4 separate regions of the Sus scrofa genome follow, and regions 2, 3 and 4 are each linked to region 1. The links are chromatin contacts, called in public HiChIP or PLAC-seq maps. All regions are on one chromosome and are shown on one strand. The core of a region is the stretch at or near the end of the contact, and the rest is flanking DNA. Distances in the headings are between cores, read along the strand shown.

Region 1 (3,252 bases), core at 255-2,754:
TCCTCCACTGCCTCCCGCCCAACACCACGCTGCCACCCGACGCCTCTGCAAGAGATGCACATGATGACGTGACTGCCCTGCTGCAAAGTGGTTTCTCACTAATGATTTCTCAGTCCGACACTGTCTTTCAAGATCTTCCATGAGCTCCCTCCAGCCCGCTTTCTAGGCCCAAATTCCCTCACTCTCCCTCCCAGCTCTATGCGCACAGGGCACCTAAACAGGTCTACTTGCTCCACGTTGGTGTCCTTCACCTGCTCTCCTCTCAGCCTGGCACGCTCTTCCCCTCCCAGCCGTTGCACCCGCGGCAGCACTGTCTGCCCCATGAAACCCTCCATCATCCTGTAAGATCCAGATCTTCGTCTCAGAAACCTTCTCTGGCCTCCGAATCAGGGCTGTGCCCTTCTACTGTTGAGCCTCCACTGTGACAGGTGTAGCACTTATTGTGCTATTTTCACAATGCTTTGTTCACATTACTTGTACTTTTATCAGTAGTTCTCAAAGCATGGTCCGAAGGACAAGTGCCTCAAAAATATCTGCCTATAAGAAGGGCAGATGCCTTGTTTCCCTTGGAAATCGGCATTCCTGGGACTTCCTGGGCGATTAGAGTCGAGAACCTCTGGACTGGGCTGTAAACTCCTCCAGGGTGGGCATTGTCTACCAGGACGTGGCAGTAATGAGTGAATAAGAATATCTCATCGCTTTTCAGCCACAGGGGAGCTTCTGTCGCTCTTACTGTTTGTCACATTTTACGAACACAGCTCAGAGTCCCGTTAGTCCCGTTCCCCACCGCATCTATCCCAGATCTTAGCCCGGGGCCCTGGGGCATGGCCGGCACTAAATAAATGCCTTTCCACGGATGGCAGGAAACTATGACCTGCAGAAGCTTTGAGCGCTGTGCAGCTGGGCAGAGATGCAGCCAAAGTATCAACAAGATGAGCACAAGGCCTGCTCAGTTACCCAGGAGGAGGCACTAAGTCAGACCAAAAGCAGAGCTGGCAATTCTCTGATGTTCCTTTGTAGAAATCCTTGATGTGGGCTGTGAAATGTCAAATCCAGATTTGATTAAGCCGAACTCCAAATCCCCAAGGCAAGTGTGTATCCACGATCTTAATGTAATTATTGGAGCCAACGCCGTCTGTTACTTTCAAAAGGGCTGAGCTAGCACCCCATCCATTGATACCGACTCCTACAAAATGAAGCCTGCAATTGATTCAGCACATCCCAGGCCGATAATGCCTAGAAAAGCTTGATCTGGTTCCTTCCTGAACGTTGAAGTATTAAATTAAACCAAAAAAGAAAAAAAAAGTTCTGATCTACTCTAAAGCCAGAAGAAAGAGCGGGTCCCAAAGGCTATAGCAGAAATCAACGTTCTGTTTCTCTGGCTTAGTGCTAGACTGTTGTCTCTTTGGAAGTTTCCACTTCCTTCTTCAAATGATAACCTATCACTTTTCAGTTAACCCATACTCTGAGTTTTTAAAGGCCAGCCAATAAACGACACGAGCTGTTCTAAGGGCTGTGGGCTTCTGGCTGAAGGATTCAGTATATACAAGTGGAAACTTGGCTTCCTCTGCTTACACATACACTTTAAGCGATGGGCAAAAAAAAGTCAAGCCAGAACCGAGTCTCAAACCGAAGTAGGCACTTCGGGATCTATCAAATTAAACCCAAATGCCACAGCTTCACTGAAGCAGACCTGATTTCACTACCGCGTTCTCAGAGGGAAGAGGGGTGGGGGCAGCTACTCCCAAGCTCCACCCCAAGCCAGAGCTCCACTTTGTTCTGTGAAATTCAGAACACATTTGTTCCCTTTTTTTCCCCTTCAAAATCTACTCCTGCCCTTACGTAGGGTCTGGCTGGAGCTAAAATCATAAGCACCAAAGACAGCAGGGGAAAGGCCGCTTTATTGTGAAATCCAGTCTGAGTAAAAGCAAAACGGATCAGCATCTTTTGACCTTAAGCCAGTGGCGAAGTCTGACAAATCATGGCTGAGGGAACTTGGAAAAGGTCTGATGAGCTGTCAAGCCACGGACAATTTAGCGATTTTCTTGTCACCCCCTATAGACGCAATTCTGAAGTTTCCAAATTCCGGAAACTTCCTAAAGCAGGACCGACAAATCTGAGAAGACACAAGTCTCCTGGTGACCCTAGAACCAACCTCATGTTTCTGAGAGTCTTGAGATCAGAGGAGACCAGTTACCTAGAGGCAAGAATGGATTCTGTTGGAGCCGCCTGTATCAGACTCGCCACAAGAGAAAGATAATTTCTAGGCCAACACAGAGTATGGGGGTGGGGCGAAGCAAAGGGATTTTTCTCCTCCTTTTGGTTCTTATATCAAGAGCTAATCCCACACATGGCAGTGACATTAAGGCAGGAGTCTTGGCATCAGCTGCCAGTGGGATACCTGGTTTAAACAGAAAGCACTCTTTTGGACGCAAGGTACATTACAGAGTTCCTGCCTTTTAGGGACTCCCTTGCCTAAAAGCACCCATTGTCTCACTCTCTCTTGACTTACATGTGACTCCAAACTCACATAAACCCATTCCAGCTTGCCCTCACCAACTCTTCCCATCTCCCAGCAGGTCCGCCATGCATGCCACCCTTCAGACCAAGGGTTGGCAAACTTTTCCTGTAAAAAGCCACAGAGTAAATTGTTCAGGGTTGCAGGCCGTAAGGTCTTTTCATAACTATTCAACTCTGCTGTGGTAGAATGAAAGCATTCATAAACAGTAGTGTAAATGAATGAGCCAGGCTATATTTCAATAAAACTTTACTCCAAAAAACAAGTGGCAGCCTAGATTTAGTCCCTAGGCTATAAGTTTGCTCGCTCCTGTTTTCAACAGACCAAATTTATTCCTTTGTAGGTGCTGGTTTCTTCTGCCTGGGGTCTTTTGTCCTTTTCTCTCAGCTCAAATATATTAATTCATTAAAATTCATTATGTATTGGAAGGCTGTCAGATGCCAGATTTGTCCTAATATCTAGAGATGAAACAGTGAAAAAAAGACATTTTTTTTTTTTTTTTTACCATGGAAGAATTTAGATCCTAGCAGAAGCTAATAAACAATCAATAAGTAGCAAATAATAGCATACATGCCAGGTGGAACTAGGTAAAGAAAAATAAGGCAGGTAAGTGAGGATATTATTTTAAATAGTGGTTGAGGAAGGCCACTTGGATGAAGTAATAAGAGAGCAGAGATGAAAATAAAGCATGAATTCAGTCTATGTGGCGTGGTGGTGGCAGGAGAAGCATTTCA
Region 2 (3,252 bases), core at 262-2,761, 250 kb after region 1:
AGGTTGCAGGTTCGATCCCTGGCCTTGCGTAGGCGTTGCTGTGAGCTATGGTGTAGGTTGCAGATGCAGCTTGGATCTGGTGTTGCTCTGTGGCTGTGGCGTAGGCCAGTGGCTACAGCTCCAATTAGACCCCTAGCCTGGGAACCTCCATATGCTGCAGGTGCAGCCCTAGAAAAGACAGAAAGACCAAAAAAAGAGATATGCCCTACCTAGACTATCTCCAATATCAGTGATGACTCTTAATTATGGTTAGTGTGTAAACTGGTTATCTCTGACTGTGTAACAAATCATTCCAAAATGTAACTGCTTCTGGAAGTTCCTGCTGTGGCTCAGGGGTTAACAAACCCAACTAGCATCCATGAGGACATGGGTTTGATCCCTGGCCTTGCTCAGTGGGTCAAGGATCCAGCGTTGCCATGAGCTGTGGTGTATGTTGCAGACACAGCTCGGATCCTGCGTTGCTGTGGCTCTGGCATAAGCTGGCAGCCACAGCTCCAACTGGACCCCTAGCCTGGGAACCTCCATATGCCGCAGGTATGGCCCCAAAAAAGACAAAAAAAAAAAAAATGTAACTGCTTCAAACAACACTTATCATGTCACAGTTTGAAACAATTAGAAGTTTGATGTGTATCTGAGTTTAGAGAATAATAGGTAATATTTATTAAGCACTAACTCTATGCCAGACTATTTCAGCAGCTGTATGTATTTATTTGTTTAATCTTCAGAACACCCTGTGGTGGTTACTCGTATTAACCTACCCTACAAATGCAAAAAAATGGGCATCGTGAGGTTGCCTAACTCAATGAAGGTCATACGGCCAATAAAAAGCAGGCCTGGGATTCAGACCCAGGCAGTCCAGCTCCAGAGGCCAAACTCCTAACCTCTAACAGACTGCTTACAAAGATAGGAAAAATAACAACAATCTACTCTTTGAAGATGAAGCTAATACAGTGAAGGCTCCCCCTCTCATCACTGTCATATATAGGTTACTTCATCTCCCCAAGACAGATGATTAGATTTGCAGAGACCTATCGTCCCAATGAGCATGACGGCTGCCCGTATTTGATGGTGAAATCAGTGGCCATGGGTCTGGTTTTCACGAATTAGCTCAAAGGAGTTCCAACCTATAACCTTAATAGTATTTGAACCAATGGACCAAACTGAATCTTATTCCATGTAAAAGATAAAGGATGCATTCATTAATGTAAAAACTGCAACCAGATCTACTGATAAAATGCCTAAACTCCTAGGAGGAAACAGTACCTACCCTCTCAGACCAAACAAAGACTAAAGGTGCTGGCAAGCCATTTAAAAAAGCCAATCTCCTATAAATGAGGGTCTTTATTCCTACCCTTCCCCTCCAAGAAACAGGAAAATCTCTCTCTCTCATTCTCACGGATATTTTGCACTAGAGGAAGCAAGTGCATGTTTTTTCGATCAAACCAAACAGGGTGGTAGGAACAATGGGTCTTGAGCAAGGAGGACTGAGTTCACGCCGCCAACTTGCTGACTCACTGACACAGCTCTTCACCACTCCTGGCAGCAACTTCCTCATTACAATAGCAAAAAATAACGAGAAATTCCCTGAGTGTAAAAAATCGACGATCCCTAGAAATGCATATACAATTGCCACTTCTTTTATTCAGGTGATAGATGCTATCATGCTTTGTAAGAGTCTGCTTATTAGCTACACAAGATTAAAAAATCTCACAAAACAGGATATGAGAATGTATCATTTATCAGAGGCCAGAGACAATGTCAGTTCTGAGAAAGACAGCAGCATTCAAAAACCCAAGACCTGCAGAGAGTTTCTCATTACTCTACTCTGTCACATGGCAGGGGAGTACAATACTAGATGACAACACAGATTCCACCTCCCTGCCCCCCTCCCACTACGTATTGGTCATGGAACTGGGGAGGGGGGCCCTGGTCACAAGGGACGTCTGAGAGCAGCAGCTGCTGAGGAAGTCAGAGCCCATCTTCCTACTTCGACTCATGGATATATGGAGCCAAATATGTTTTTGTTTAAGTTTTGTTATGAGAACTGCAGTGACGGGGATGAAGTCTATTAAGTAATAGGGAAAGAAGAATATGAGAAATAGAACCCTGCTGACATGACAAGTAGGAAGGGTTAGAGGCGGCTCGGGAAACGGGGATCACCACTGAGACTCCACGTCTGACGTAAGGGAAACATCAGTGCCCAGGGAGCGGGTGTACCTCGTACCTAACTGAACGATTCTAGGTAAGTCATCCTACCCCCTGTTTATGAAATGAGGAGGTTTTCTAACCGAGTCCTTAGCACAGTGGTGTCTCATGGAAAAACCAGGTGGGTGGAGAGAGACACAAACCCACGAGGGTCCTGCTCTCAACTCCCCACTTCCTCTTCCGACACAACCACTTTTGCTTTTCCCTGTTTTACACTGAAGTTGAACAAAAAAAAAAAAAAAAAAAAAAAAAAAAAAGTTTATTTTTTAACTTGTGCTATTTTAAAGAATAAAGTGTTTGAAAACACCTAGGCTGGATGACCTCAAACATTTCCAACTCTTTCCATGAGTCTACCCACATATTAACAAATAAGCAGGCATTCACTTGCTATCTCAATTCGTTTTCACACTCCTAGCAAACATCTCAGGGTAAATTCACAGCCATTCTTTGAATCTGACCTGTTTTTCCTCTTGTTCAGCTGTGGATTCTGCAGTTCCTTGACAAACACTTCTAAGTTATAAAAATCACCATCTCTCTCCACTAGAAAATGAAGTTGTCCACCACGTCTTCTGGCCATAAAACTGATGTGACTTTTTCTATCAACTTCCTCAACTCATTATTCCCCTTCTGCTTCACCACGTTCATAATGATGATGGTTATTATTCATGAGGGCATGGCAGAATCCCTGGGTGAGCATCCCTACCACCACACCTCAGCCTTTCCATCTCCGCTACCTGAGCAGAGCTTGGCAGCACCCTTCCCCATGGTCCGTCAAAATGTTGCCACTCTCTGATGAGTCCAGACTAGTCTTCTGTTTCCTTGGCAACCCAAAATACTTCACACAGTTAACAGAATCTTCTTTTGGGTAGGAAAGCAAAAGGCCTCCACGTGCTGGGAAAAGTTCAGATACGGGAGAAGAGACGATAAAGCCAAATTAAAGTAAAATGAGTAAACAGCAAAACAGTCTTCGTGCCTAGAATAAAATGAGAGACACTGGGAAGGGCCCACCATGCCACCAGGTGCAGCCATATAGTTCGACTCCATGGC
Region 3 (3,252 bases), core at 408-2,907, 240 kb before region 1:
AGCCTGGCTTCAGATTCCTGAGCTGTTAAAAGGGCCCCAGAATGCAAGGTCCTGGCCAGAAGAGCCTTTGATAAGAGTCTCCTGGCCCCACAGCCCAATACCCCTCCATTTGGGGAGGGCTGATATTGAGAGATAGCCAACTGAGCAAGGATGTCTTGACACGTTACTAGGAAGATAAGCCTTTCTTCTTCAGGACCAAGAACACAGCTTAAAAGATTACATGAGAATAAGGGGTCAGCACCCTATCTGTATGCCCCCTCGGACCAGGAGTCTGCAGGCAGTGGGACAGCTGGCCCTCGTTCCAGAGCCCCGCTGAGGAGGAGAGGAACTGAGGACTCAGGAACAGCTTGAAGGCAGCCAGAGATGAGACGGTGTCTGCTGGATGGGCCCCAGGCCTGTCTATGACCTAGCAGCCCGGCCTACCCAGCTGCAGCTCTCACCATGCAGCCCCTCAAACTCCAGAAGGAACTGCTTCTGGTGTCTCTCATACGTCACAGTGCGTCTCCACTTGGTGCCTCTGAATCGAGAGTTCCCTGGAGTGCACTGCAGGCTGGAATCCCCATTTTATTGTCCGCTCAAGTCCCAGCGTAGACGTAATGTCCTCCAAGGAGCTCTCACTGAACCCCTGAACTGGGATTAGAGGGTCTCTCCTGAGACATCTGCTTTGTATTTCCTACTGTCAAGATCATCGCTCTTGGTTACAACTGTCTTTTTATTTATCTAGAACCTCTGCTCAGTTATAACCCCTGTGAAGTTAGGGACTGTGTCTTGTTCCCTGCTCCCTATTTTCCCCCAAGTAACACATGCCATACCTGGTATACAGCAGATGCTCAAAGAACCCCTTTTGAACAAATGAATAATCAGTTTTACTTTGGTGGCAGGGACAGCGGAGCCTAAGGACATGAAAATGGCACCTAATAAATAATAAAGTAAGCATTTACTTAAAAAACATCGTATAGAAATCACACAATATTTCCACTACCTGGTTATTTATATGCCACCTACCATGTACCAGACATTTTATTTGCAAAGTTATTGTTAGTATTAAATTAGATAATGCATATATTGATGTTTAATAAATAGTACCTGATATTATTGTATTACTTAAGTTTCCCTAAACCCTGTGATGTGAGTATTTATGATCCGCCTGTTGAGGAAACTGAGCCTCAGAAAGGGTTAAAGTGACTTGATTGAAAATGGCAACATCAAGACGCTAAATAGTAACTGCCTGACTCTAAGATTCAAGAATTTCCCTCTAGAAAATGGCTTGCCTATGAAACGAAAGGGAGGGAGGAACAAACGAACAAATGAAAAAGGAAAGGAGTGAGGAAATAAGAAAGAAAGAGAATTGAGATGATTTTTCTTTTAACCCTACTGAACCTTTTTTATCCTTGCAAAATTCTTCAAACAATATGATGGCATTGCTTTCCATGTAGTACCCAAGCTCCGTCTGCTACAGTTACGATTTATGAAGACATATTATAAAAATGCTCAGAATTCCTGATCTAACTGAGCTGTGACATTGCTTGGACATAAAATCAGCGAGAAGCTCTGTCCCCACCGGCTCGTCTTGCCACTGTGTCCTCAGGGGGCACATCCTGCATCTGCGGGTGTTGTCCTGACTCTGGTCTCTCTGGCTGGCTGGTGTGAGTCACCGCGTCCTTGGGGAGGACGATGAGTCAGAATGCTTAACCAAGTACTTTGGCAAATTGAAATTAAGGATCTATAGGAAGGGTCATAAAAGTTTGTGGGGAAGTAGAGGAGGATGCACCATCAATTAGATGTTTAAACCTGGTATACAAACAGCCTTTCTCCAGAAATAACAAACAGCAAAAACAGGAGTTCCTGTCATGGCGCAGAGGAAATGAATCCGACTAGGAACCATGAGGTTGCGGGTTCAACCCCTGGCCTCGCTCAGTGGGTTAAGGATCCGGTGTTGCCGTGAACTGTGGTGTAGATGGCTGGCAGATGTGGCTCGGATCTGGCGTGGCTGTGGCTGTGGTGCAGGCCGGCAGCTACAGCTCCAATTGAACCCCTAGCCTGGGAACCTCCATATGCGGCAAACGTGGCCCTGAAAAGACAAAAGGACAAAAAAGAAAAAAAAAAAAAAAGATAGCATCTAAACACTGTCTAATACCTAGTGGCTGCAGGAAATCCATCAGCCAGATCAAGACCATTTCTATTTGCCTCCAGAAAGAGAAAACCACTAACTGAGAAGATGCCTCCCTATCAACAATATAATACAGAGAACTCAGAAAGACTCTAGTGGGGGGTCTCATAATTTCTTCTGGAAAGTTCTTGAATGACACAAAGATAACAGCATCGGGTATAACCATCCTGGTCAGCCTATACAACTACACTTCCTCCTTAGGTGAACACACACGAGGTGCCAAGCATTATACTAAACCCTAGGATTCAACTGTAAACGAAACAAAAATGATATCTGCCCTCATGGACCTTATAGCCTGATATGAAAGCAGATAATTAAATAATCACAGAAATACATAGATGAATGTAAACTATTATATTCCTTTGAAAGAAAATAATCAATTTTTTAAAAAATTATTATATGATAAGCACATTTTAGGAAAGAAGTGTAATTGAACTTTTGACTATAATAACTGAAAAGTTACTCATAAATCCCAAATCACAAAGCTTGCTGGGTTGATGAAGATAAAATTATTTCTAAATGTAGGCTTGTCCAATAAGAGAGGCTACTTTCAGAGTTCCCAGTGTGGCACAATGGGATCAGTGGCACCTTGGGAGCAATGGGATGCAGGTTTGATACCTGGCCAAGCACAGTGCGTTAAGGGTCTGGTGTTGCTGCAGCTGCAGCTTAGGTCCTGACTGTGGCTTGGATCTGATCCTTTGCCAGGGAACTCCATATGCTGTGGGGTGGCCAAAACTGAAAGAAAGAAGGAAGGAAGGAAGGAAGGAAGGAAGGAAGGAAGGAAGGAAGGAAGGAAGGGAGAGAGAGAGAGAGAGAGAGAGAGAGAAAGAAAGAAAGAAAGAAAGAAAGAAAGAAAGAGAGAGAGAAAGAGAGAGAGAAAGAGAGAGAGAAAGAGAGAGAGAAAGAGAGAAAGAAAGAGAGAAAGAGAAAGAAAGAGAGAAAGAAAGAAAGAAAGAAAGAAAGAAAGAAAGAAAGAGAAAAAGAAAAAAAGATGGATGTAACAAATCATTCTGACACTTATGGCTACTAAATGTTACCTATTTATACTGTGGGGATCAGTGAAGTATGAATACTCATTTTAT
Region 4 (3,252 bases), core at 489-2,988, 210 kb before region 1:
CAGAAATCAAATATGTGCACTCTGAATAAAGACTTTGTTACCGAACCCATAAATAGCCATGAAATATGAAATTTGCTGTTCATATTATGTAGCACTTTAAAATCTAGTGGGTCTTAAGAGAAAATATAAAAGTGGAAAACTGGATTTTTAAAAGAAGCTATTTCCCCCCTCCCCCATGCAACCTCTCTTCCCATCCCCAGGTAGTCACTCAAGAAAATAAAATACTTTAAAACAAAGAACAGGAGTTCCCATTGTGGCTCAGCAGTAGTGAACTGACTAGTGTCCATGAGGATGCAGGTTTGATCCCTGGCCTCAGTAGTGGATTACGGATCCAGTGTTGCTGTGAGCTGTGGTGGAGGTCGTGGTGGACACAGCTCAGCTCTGGCGTGGCTGTGGCTGTGGCACAGGCTGGCAGCTGCAGCTCCAATTCAACCCCTAGCCCCCTAGCCTGGGAACTTCCCTATGCTGTGGGGAAAAAAAAAAAAAAAATCTATAAATAAATAAAACAAAGAACAAATTAGAAATTGCATCCACTGTCATATTCTGGCTTTGTTTCTACCCGCCCTTTCTTTCTTTCTTTCTTTCATTCAACAAGGATTCATAGAACTTCCCTTTGACTAAGCACTGGAATAGAAAATAAAAGATGAGTAAGTTACACATAGCCCCCACCCAGAGCTGCTCATCTCTTAGTGAGAGTGACACACATAAACAAATACTTATGCTCTAAGGGCTACATAAAGACACAGCCTTATTGGAGCCCAAAATGCTGAGCTGTCTAGCATTGGGGGATTTGAAACAGTCTTTGCAGGGGAGGTGACATTTAACCTGCGTCTTAAAATATGAGTAAGAGTTGGCTAGGTGGCAGGATGGGAGTTGCGTGTGTATTTCAGAGAGGATGAAGCATTTGCTTTGACTGAAGCAGAGTGTGCACAGGGATGGATGGAGAGGTGGTGGAAGAGGCAAGGTAGGGGCCAGCCTTTCATGGCCCATATTCCATGCTGAGGTTTTCCAACCTTACTGCACGTGCAATGGAAAGCCACCAGAGATTCCTAACAAAGAAAGATTTTCAGGGCGTTCCCATGGTGGCACAATAAAAATGAATCTGACTAGTATCCATGAGGATGTGGGTTCGATCCCTGGCCTTGCTCAATTGGTTAAGGATCTGGTGTTGCCATGAGCTGAGGTATAGGCTACATACAAGGCTAGGATCCCGGGTTACGGTGGTTGTGGCGTAGGCCAGCGGCTGCAGCTCCTATTTGAGCCCTAGCCCGGGAACTTCCATATGCCGCAGGTGCTGCCCTAAAAAACAAACAAACAAACAAACAAACAAACATAAAAGATTTTCATACAAATGAGGTGGCACCACAGAGGAAAGATGAGAAGGTCCAGTTAGAGCGAGTACGTTACATGGCTCCACTCAATGACACCTGCTCCCTAACCAGGCCAAGCCGAGTTTCCGTACAAGGTGGATCTCATAAGTTACGTATCCTCTGTTTGTAATCACTATCCCATTCGTCTTTATTTATCTCCTCCTATCAGTCAGTCAATCAATCATTTCATCATTCAACAGACATTCGCTGAGCCCTTCTAAAATGTCAGGCACTGTGTGGGGCTGGCAATTAGCAGCACCTTCGAAGGACAGTGCTGAACGAACCGTGGCAAAGCTTACAGTCTAGCAGGGCTGACGGATCTGTTTAAATAGAAGCAACCGCAGGATGTGCAATGAGAACGATGGTGGGAAGTGATGGGGGTTTCCCTGAGGAAGTGACGGCGAGCTTGTGACCTGAAGGATGAGTAAGTCTAGCCAAAGCCCATGCGTTGGAGTAGAAGGGGGAAGAGGCAGACAGAGCTCAGCAAATGGGAAAGAGCCAAAGGCAGGAGAAAGCACGGCACCTGGGAGGAAGTGAAAGGCAGTCCCCCTGCCTGGAAATTCCACCAAGCTGGAGAGATGGGCTGTTCTCCAGCCTCACCACATACACACTGACCCCTCTGCGGGACTGTGGGAGCGGAGGTACATGCGTGTGTGAGGAGGGTTTTGAGGAGGCTCATCATTTCACGCCACTGTATTCACCTAGTGCTCAGGCAGGAGCTCTTATCTACATTTGCTGCTCATCTGCATCTTTAGAAATGGAAAACCGGAGGACAGAGAAAGATCTTAGAAACCATCCAGAACGGCACTTCTCAAGGTGTGCCCTGTGGACCGACCATGGCGTCCCTGAAGATGAGACCAGAAACCTGCCTTTTTTCATAAGCATCTTAGGGGATTCTTCAGTACCATCAAGATGGAAAACCACCAGGCCAGCTCAGCTGCCCCCATTTCCAAGTGAGCACATGAAGGAGTGAAGTACCGCCTTGTCCAAGGCGGCATCTTAACCTCAGCACGCCTGACATGTTGGACCACGTAATCCTTTGTTGTTGGGGGCTGTCCTAGGCCCTGTGGGACAGTTAGGAGCATCCCTGGCCATTATCAACCAGATGCCACCAACAGCCCTGCCGCTGCATCAACCAAAAATGTCTCCAGCCAGAGCCAACCATTCACTGGGGGACAAAGGCACCCTTGATTGAGATCCACTGTGCCAAGTCATCAGAGGCAGAGGCAGAGGCAGAGGCAGGGCAGTACTCAAGAGTCTGGATTCACAGCCCAGCCACCTTCCTGTGTCTACTGGATCCTCTTTGGCTGTGAGAAGCGGAGGAGAGGCCGGGTGCCCTGGGCCATCAACGCCAGGGGGTTAGCGCAGAGCTGAGGCCAGCACAGAGGACAGCATTGCTTTCTTCCGGGAAGCTGGGACATTACTTCTGGCTTTTTCCACGATTTCTTGTGAAGTTAGTCATTGCTATTTCTATTTCTCCACCTGTTTAAACCTGGATCTTCCAGGAGAACTGGCAGGATTTGGGTTGGCAACATCTTGGAAACCCACACAGAAAGGTGCCATCCAAAAAGCTTTTTTAACTGAGACTGATTTAAAGGTAGCCCTGTGTAGGAACCAAGAGTGTCGTGTTCTAATTTTAGCACTGTGCCAGGAAGAGGAGTGTGGTGGTGAGCAGTGGAAAAGGGAGCAGGAAATGCTGCTGCTGGTTCCCAGCTCCATTCCAAACTACCTTTGTGGTCTTTTGCAAATCACTTTGGCTTTCTGGTCTAGGAGACATTTCCTGTCAGATAAAGGCATGAAAATAGGTCACTACATCTAGGCTTGGACTCACCCTGAGCCCTCTGCCCAAGAGGACCTACCACTGGTCCTTCCAAACCCAAAC

The links. HiChIP or PLAC-seq counts read pairs in DNA pulled down with a chosen protein or histone mark.
Region 2: a contact with region 1 is called in an H3K27ac HiChIP or PLAC-seq map of alveolar macrophages. The contact joins two enhancer-like sites. A contact is called at or near these places in 2 of 47 Hi-C or Micro-C datasets (epiblast stem cells and heart right ventricle) and 1 of 2 datasets of contacts at active chromatin or transcription factors (alveolar macrophages).
Region 3: an H3K27ac HiChIP or PLAC-seq map of alveolar macrophages shows a contact between it and region 1. The contact joins two enhancer-like sites. A contact is called at or near these places in 1 of 47 Hi-C or Micro-C datasets (embryonic fibroblasts) and 1 of 2 datasets of contacts at active chromatin or transcription factors (alveolar macrophages).
Region 4: a contact with region 1 is called in an H3K27ac HiChIP or PLAC-seq map of alveolar macrophages. The contact joins two enhancer-like sites. A contact is called at or near these places in 1 of 47 Hi-C or Micro-C datasets (epiblast stem cells) and 1 of 2 datasets of contacts at active chromatin or transcription factors (alveolar macrophages).

What each region holds. Positions count from the first base shown.
Region 1 is chr5:90,691,788-90,695,039 of Sscrofa11.1, reverse strand. No RefSeq gene overlaps it. Among named protein-coding and RNA genes, the nearest start is that of BTG1, 120 kb to the left of the region's middle. Within about 2 kb of position 1,504, at least 16 of the 83 cell types and tissues checked have an H3K27ac peak or open chromatin away from gene starts, as enhancers often do. A contact at or near this core is called in alveolar macrophages, where this site is marked.
Region 2 is chr5:90,436,965-90,440,216 of Sscrofa11.1, reverse strand. LOC110260821 (a long non-coding RNA gene) reads right to left here. Exons shown (of 3, transcript XR_002344330.1): 1 at 2,664-3,252. Among named protein-coding and RNA genes, the nearest start is that of PLEKHG7, 130 kb to the right of the region's middle. Within about 2 kb of position 1,511, at least 20 of the 83 cell types and tissues checked have an H3K27ac peak or open chromatin away from gene starts, as enhancers often do. A contact at or near this core is called in alveolar macrophages, where this site is marked.
Region 3 is chr5:90,933,741-90,936,992 of Sscrofa11.1, reverse strand. All of the region lies in intron 1 of LOC102159120 (a long non-coding RNA gene), which reads right to left. Among named protein-coding and RNA genes, the nearest start is that of BTG1, 120 kb to the right of the region's middle. Within about 2 kb of position 1,657, at least 7 of the 83 cell types and tissues checked have an H3K27ac peak or open chromatin away from gene starts, as enhancers often do. A contact at or near this core is called in alveolar macrophages, where this site is marked.
Region 4 is chr5:90,901,462-90,904,713 of Sscrofa11.1, reverse strand. No RefSeq gene overlaps it. Among named protein-coding and RNA genes, the nearest start is that of BTG1, 88 kb to the right of the region's middle. Within about 2 kb of position 1,738, at least 19 of the 83 cell types and tissues checked have an H3K27ac peak or open chromatin away from gene starts, as enhancers often do. A contact at or near this core is called in alveolar macrophages, where this site is marked.